Regions from separate parts of the Oryctolagus cuniculus genome. Here region 1 is linked to region 2. Evidence: chromatin contacts called from public Hi-C data. All regions are on one chromosome and are shown on one strand. Each heading gives the region's core, a stretch centred on a gene start, on an enhancer-like site or on the middle of the called end of the contact. The rest is flanking DNA. Distances are from core to core; before and after follow the strand shown. Region 1 overlaps GLDN (gliomedin). Region 2 has its middle 29 kb from the start of CYP19A1.

Region 1 (3,017 bases), core at 286-2,785, 110 kb after region 2:
TCTTCCAGAAAGCCATGACTCATTGCTTGGAGTGGGCACCTGAAAGAAAACCTGTCTGCCACCCCTTTTGTCATTTCTTAAGGCTCCCATGGTTATTGTTTGAAGTTGAAATCCCCCAGTGAATGGGACTGAGCTGAAGCTGCAGTGTACTGGGGATGTGTGAGCAAAGATGCCTTTCCAAGTCAGGTGCCTGCCACTAGCCCAACAGCTGGTGGTTGGCCCTGTGCCAGGTGTACCAGTGCACAGGGGGTAGGGCTGAGGCCACAAAGCTGCAGCCAGTGCGACACTGGGAAATAAACACGGCGGCCACACGTAGAAACCGCTCTGGGGGCTGATTGTGTTTCTGCTCAGCTAAAGGCACCCACCAAAGCTAGCTGATTGCTTTAGTGTTGGGAGAATCAGCCTCCAAGCGTGAGAGCTGCTCAGGTCATCTTACAGAGCACGCCTAACTCTCGTAGGAAAGGAGGGGGCACCACGCGCCTTTGGGCCTGAGCCCCTGTCTAGCCCTGAAGCTGGTGTTGGCGTGAAGGCCAAGTCCTGGCTAGGGGGGAGGAGGAGGAGGAGGGGGAGAAGAAGAGTCAGGACCAGACCTCCAGACTGGCAGCCTCGAGTTTATGGAGCTGCATCGTTCGCTAGCTCAGTCTAAGACAGCAGAGCCAGGCCTGGCTTTCCCAAGTGTCGCATTTGGCTTGGTTTGGCTTCCTCGTTTCTTCCATCAGAAGAATTTGGGAAATGCGTAGCCTCTGCCTCCCTGGTCGCTGCTGGGCTAAGCAGGTGCCTTGGTTTCGAGAGTGCCCATTCAACAGCATCCGTGGGTCACAAGGGAGGCTCCGGGGGAGAGAGGGGGGAGACTGGAGGTCCTCGGGGGTGAGTCGCTTCCCCTTGATTCTGCATGGCCACTGTGGGAAGAGCCCGGTGCTCAGGGGCCTGCTACGTTGGCCACTGGCCAGTGCCCTCATGCTTGTCTCTATCACTTCCACCCCACAGCTGCGGAGCCTGTATTTCCTATCTGAATTAAGACTCTTCTGGCTGCTAGTAGTAGAAGCCCACTAGAGCTTACTTGAGAAGAAAAGCCAGGGTGTGGGGGAGGGGCAGGGAAAAGGTATTAAACATTATTGTTAGAGGGAGTATCTGTCAAGATGAGTTAGGCCAAACTTTGGTGCCGACCAAACCACAAAACCTCAGTGGCCTCACCCAGCGAACGCTTATCTCTCATTCCACTAAGTGCAATGGAGTTTGGGTGAATCTTCTAGATAGTTCTGCTTCCGCCAGGGGCTCAGGGAGCCAGGCTGTGGGCTGGAGAAATGGAAGAAACTCAGTTGCTCAGGTTACAATCTCGTTAACTTGTCTGAGTGCTCAAGCAGAATGGTCCACAGTAGGACACGCCTCTGCAGAAGCACAGTCCTTTTGCTAGGCTGTCTGTAAATGATTCATCTATCCTCTTAGCTTCCCGGGGACTGACCCACTAAGGGGAGGTATCTGTTACCCGACCTGAGCTCGCAGCTTTCCTTGGCTGCTTCAAGCAACAGCAGAGATTCCCCGAGCCAGCATCAACAGTTCCCCTCAGCGGGCTGGACAGCACTGTCCTGGGCTGACACCCCTGTGCCCGGGCTGCACCAGGGCCTTGTCTTGCATTCATTGGCACTGATTAGATTGATGGCTCGAGAGATGATTAATAGATGCATCTATGGTGAAGCCAGCTCAGTAGCTATTCTCGGTGCATTGAAGCTAACGCCAAAGTGGTTTGCTTGGCATATGAGTCTATGCCAGTTTGTTGTTCAGGGTCTTTGGGGCTGATATAATGAGTTCTAGATAAAAGGCCCGGGATCGGTTTCTCAGGGTCAGCGGGTGACTGGGGCATTCGGAAGGGGGAGGGTGCTCTTCGGTGGCTGCGGTGCTGGCTTCTCTATTCCGCTGTGGTTTATCATCTGCATTTCTTTTTCTGTTGTAGGACCTCCCGGCCCCCCAGGTAAGAGCCCCTGGACTTTCCTACTTCAAGGGGAGGCTTTAGGTGGCTGGGTCCCTAGGATTCCACTGCAGGGACAGGGGAAGGGGAGGAAGAGAGGAGGGGTGTGTTGGCAGCCCTGGCTACGTCCTTTTCTCTCTCTCGGCTCCTCTCACTTGAGAGCCTGTCATCACCATCCCATCCCCATCTCTGCTTCCAGAGAAGGAGGGAAGATGCAGAAGAGGGTGCAGAAAAGGCACAGGTGCGGATGTTTCTAAAATGTTCCTGTCCCGTGTCTTGCTGCAGGACCTCCGGGAATCGGTGGCTTACCAGGGCACAACGGATCTGATGGACAGCCTGGCCCCCAGGGCCCAAAAGGAGAAAAAGGAGCCAACGGGAAAAGAGGGAAAATGGGTATTTTGGCAGCTCTTCTAATTAGCTTCTTTGTGGCTTGTCTCAGTGGCTTCATGTGGGATGGGCTACAGCGGGGCACAGCGGAGTGAGCTGCTGCTTCTCCAGGCTTGCCTGGGAGCCAGGCCGTCCTGGCTCACCAAGGGCGTACTTTTCAGCCCATCCCTGACGAATGTGTACGTGACGCCGGAAAATCTGTCTCGCTGGGAACAGATTTCCAGCTCTGCTCGCTCTGATGCAGGTGGAGAGGTGGGAGAGCAGGAGCAGGCAGCCCTGGGAAGCCCTGATGGGCCCTGGGCAGCCGTCACTGCCGAAGCCCCACGTTCTCTCAAGGTTCAGCACCTGCCTTGCCCACTCTCGCCTGCTCCTCCCCAGCGAGTCCTAGCCTGGTTGAAGTTCAGCGGCTAATGTCAGCCCTGGGAAGGTGTCGCTGGCTGCAGGAACAGCTCCCAGTGTCGAAACAGAAAGGCCATGAGAGGGGCAGGGTTACACAGAGAAGCCCCAAGCAACCTCACCCAAAGAACGTGGCACCTGCGTGGTGAGAGACCCCTCGGGGGCCCTTCTAGGAAAGCCCTGCTCTTAGCCAGTCAGGGCCACTGCTAAGGGCAGGAAGAGATGACTTTTAGTTGCAAGTCCCTATGCCACCAGGCACAGCTTTCCT
Region 2 (3,359 bases), core at 547-3,046:
CCAGAGAAGGACAATTGAGAGGGGAACAAAGGATTTAGTCCACAGTTTTAGAACACTGTAGGAAGAACTGTGACCTATGAGGTAGATCCAGAAGGAAATGAAGACAGGAGGAGGTATCAGGACATAGAATAAGGGGTGCTGGGGCACCATTGGCTTGGAAAGCTCACTGAGCGTTTTTCATGGCCTCGGGGAAGCAGAACGCAGAGGTGTGTAGGGGGGCATGGGGGAAGCGGGTCAGGGATATTTCTGGCTTTTGAGTTTCAAAGCCCAGACCCTATAGAAGTAGGCAGGGGTTGGCCATGATAACAGCTTGGGGGAAAGGGATGAGTGGTAGTTGTCAGTCTCTTGAGCCTGAAGTGAGAAACCAAGGCTGAGGTGGTAGGTGGGTTGCTGAGCAAGGACCTTCTGGGGTCTTGCTTCTGCTCAGGGTTCTCTGTGCCAACCTGGGCAAAGGGCTGCATCACTCTTTGACTTCATATTCCTAACTGGAGTTGTAGCATTAACCCATTCAGCCTGCTAATCTTACTTTGTCTTGACTCATGGTTTAAATTTGTTTAAAATCGGGGGGTATTTTTACCATCCAGATTTCAGGCCTCCCTTGAGAAAACATCAGAAAATCTGGCCACTGCTGGGCCTGAGCAGCAGCTGCCCACCTCTTCCCACAGGGCAGGTGCTCCCCATGCACCTGCCTCCATGCTGGCCCTCTCCAGCTGTTTATTGTACTGTGACCATTACCTACCTGAACTTTTTATTTTTATCTCTTTCTGTTTCTTTCCAATCCTGACGCCCACTGAGCCCAGTGCCAGGCCATGGGCTGGAGAATACAACTGGTTCTGATCAAGCTGGTGCTAGCCCGAGACACAGCAGACCTAGTTTTCCCCAACATTGAGGGTAATGATTGGTATTCTCCATGAAAAGGTTTGAAATCAGCCTGTGGTCTCTCCCAAAGTCTTCTCAGATGTGTAGCCCAGATCCAGGGGAGGCAAGATTTAGCTCTTGCCCTCAAAAAGCTGCCAGAATCAACCCTTCTCTTCCATGCTAGGAGAAGAGCGAGCAGAAGTGTGTGATGTACCTCCCACGTGTCCCACTATGGGTACAGCACACTGCTGTCCTTAAAAGGCACTTCCACATATACACCCATGCTGGCATGTCCTCAGGGGTCTTATAAAACCATGCAGCAGCCTCTCATAACTAATTAGTGGCAGAGCTTAGAACCCAGATCGCTAGACCCTTCCCAGTCAGTGCCCCTTGCAAGTTAGATTGCTTCATCCTGCCTAGGAGGACTGGGTTGGAAGCACCCAACATGGCAGAGAGAGCAGCATTTCCCCCCCTCACCTGGATGGAGGTGGGCAAGCTCCTGCCGGACATTCTTCAACTCTTGCAGTTAAGGATGAGCCCCAGATTTCTATCAGGACTTGGCACCTTTGATGGACCTTTCTAAGTTTACTTTGACTTCTAAAGCCTGTGAGTTTAATAGGTTGTATAGAGTGAGTTTCCTACAAAGAGTTCACATCTGTTCTTACCCTGTTAGGATAGGTTTCTAAAGCTGACCTGTATACCGCGTGGAGAAAGCTAGAAGCAAAAACTGACAAAGCAAGGAGGTATCACTAATCTGTGCAGGGCTGTGGGCACCTGCCAGCTTCCTGGGTCTGGTCTTCCCTTTTGGGCTTTTGTTCCTGCTGGATCATTGTCTGACTAGGAGCTTCCCTTCAGGAAGGGAAGGCATTGAAAGTGAGCTTCGTGCATTTTACTGCTCTTTCTATGGACTTGGCTGTTGTCATGGTTACTTTTTTCAAAGCAACAAATTGGTACCTTCTCCCTTATTCCACACTAGAGGGGAAATCAAAAAACAGGCAGGCCTGCATACAGAAGAAAAGCTCATGAGGGCAGGATTTCCTTGCTTTTACCCCAATATATATTTCCAGCCGTAGACAGCAAGGCTGCCCTACATTCTGAACTTGTCTTCAGTCTCTGTTATTCCTGGACAGAGTGAATTGAGTCAAGTCTTTGCCCTGGGTTGGTGTCCAAAGCATTGAGGAGAAAAACCAACTACTCTGCTTGTAGCTGGGATCTCCCAGGCATTCTGGTAGAGAATGCGTGCAGGGATACCTTCCGATTTTGAGCAGCCTAATGCATATTGAAAATGCAGAGCCCCTCTTCAAAAAACAGGAGTCAAAGCCTTTTGCTTTCCTTTGAAGTCTTTCTTCTTGGCACCTGGCACAGTGGGTTTTATTTGCTGTTTAATGTTTCTCCCTCTTGGACTCAGAGATGGTCATGGGACAAAGGCAGAGCCTCCTAGGCAACTCCCCCTGAGACTCAGTCCCCTGATGGAGCACCCCACCCTGATCCCCACCTGGCCAGAGGAGCTGGCAGCCAGAACCCATCCTGGGAAGAAGTGGAAGACACAACCTGGTTTGAGCCAGGAGTCCAAGTTCCTGGTGCATCTACTGTCCTATTGTATTTCACTTATGAAATGGGATTCAAAGATAAAATGATTAAGAATTTCAATATGGTGACTGCAGAACATTAAACTCCAAATGCAACCCCTTCTGAGAGTTGAACACAGGTGACTGCATTGGCTCATTGCCTCCAGCCAGCCCTGATTCCTTGTCCTGGGAAAGGGTCCTCCTGGTGTTGGTCCCAGCCGAGCAGGCAGGAGCACTCGAGGGAGGCTAGTGCTCCTGCCCTCAAGCCTTCCCCAGACTGAGGGGAAGGAAGATACTAAATAAGTTAAAAAATGAAAGTGAACGCCAGCCTCAGTTCTCTCTGGGGTTTCTTCATGGGCACTTTCATATCTTCTTTCTTTACTGCAGGGTTGCATTCCCTACATTAGACCCATCTCCCTGCAACCCTTCTAAACTACTTTACTGAGGAATAATTGACCTCAGACATTTAAAGTGCATGATGTTAAGAGTTTTACCATACACGGTGAAACATACATGAACATATAGCATGAAACCGTCACCAAGATCAATATAACATTTAATCTCCATCATGCTGTTGCAATCCATCCCTCCTCCACTCCTATCCGGAGACAACCACTGATCCTGCTTCCTGTCACTGTCTGTTCATTTGCACTTTCTGGAATTCTATGCCAGTATAATCTTACAGTCTGTACTCTCCTTTTTTGTCTGGGTTCTTCTATTCCAGGATATTAGTGTTGACATTCACATATCAACAGGTTGTTCCTTAATACAGCTGAGAAGTATTCCATTGTGCCATAGATTATCATTTTTTTTTTTTTGAAAGGCAGTGAGACAGAAAGAAGCAAAGACAGATCTTTCATGTGTTGGTTCACTCCGCAAATGCCCACAATAGCTCCAGGCTGAAGGCAGGGGCCAGGAACTCAACCTGTGTCC

Evidence for each region. A called contact is a pair of places that touch in the nucleus more often than the background predicts.
Region 1: a Hi-C map of embryonic fibroblasts shows a contact between it and region 2, with 4 times the contacts expected there. The contact joins two enhancer-like sites. A contact is called at or near these places in 2 of 6 Hi-C or Micro-C datasets (ear pinna and embryonic fibroblasts).

The regions. Positions count from the first base shown.
Region 1 is chr12:74,105,961-74,108,977 of mOryCun1.1, forward strand. GLDN (gliomedin) reads left to right here. Exons shown (of 10, transcript XM_002717725.5): 3 at 1,952-1,969; 4 at 2,252-2,359. Among named protein-coding and RNA genes, the nearest start is that of GLDN, 33 kb to the left of the region's middle. Within about 2 kb of position 1,536, at least 1 of the 8 cell types and tissues checked has an H3K27ac peak or open chromatin away from gene starts, as enhancers often do.
Region 2 is chr12:73,997,450-74,000,808 of mOryCun1.1, forward strand. It overlaps a transcript of CYP19A1 not described here. Among named protein-coding and RNA genes, the nearest start is that of CYP19A1, 29 kb to the left of the region's middle. Within about 2 kb of position 1,797, at least 1 of the 8 cell types and tissues checked has an H3K27ac peak or open chromatin away from gene starts, as enhancers often do.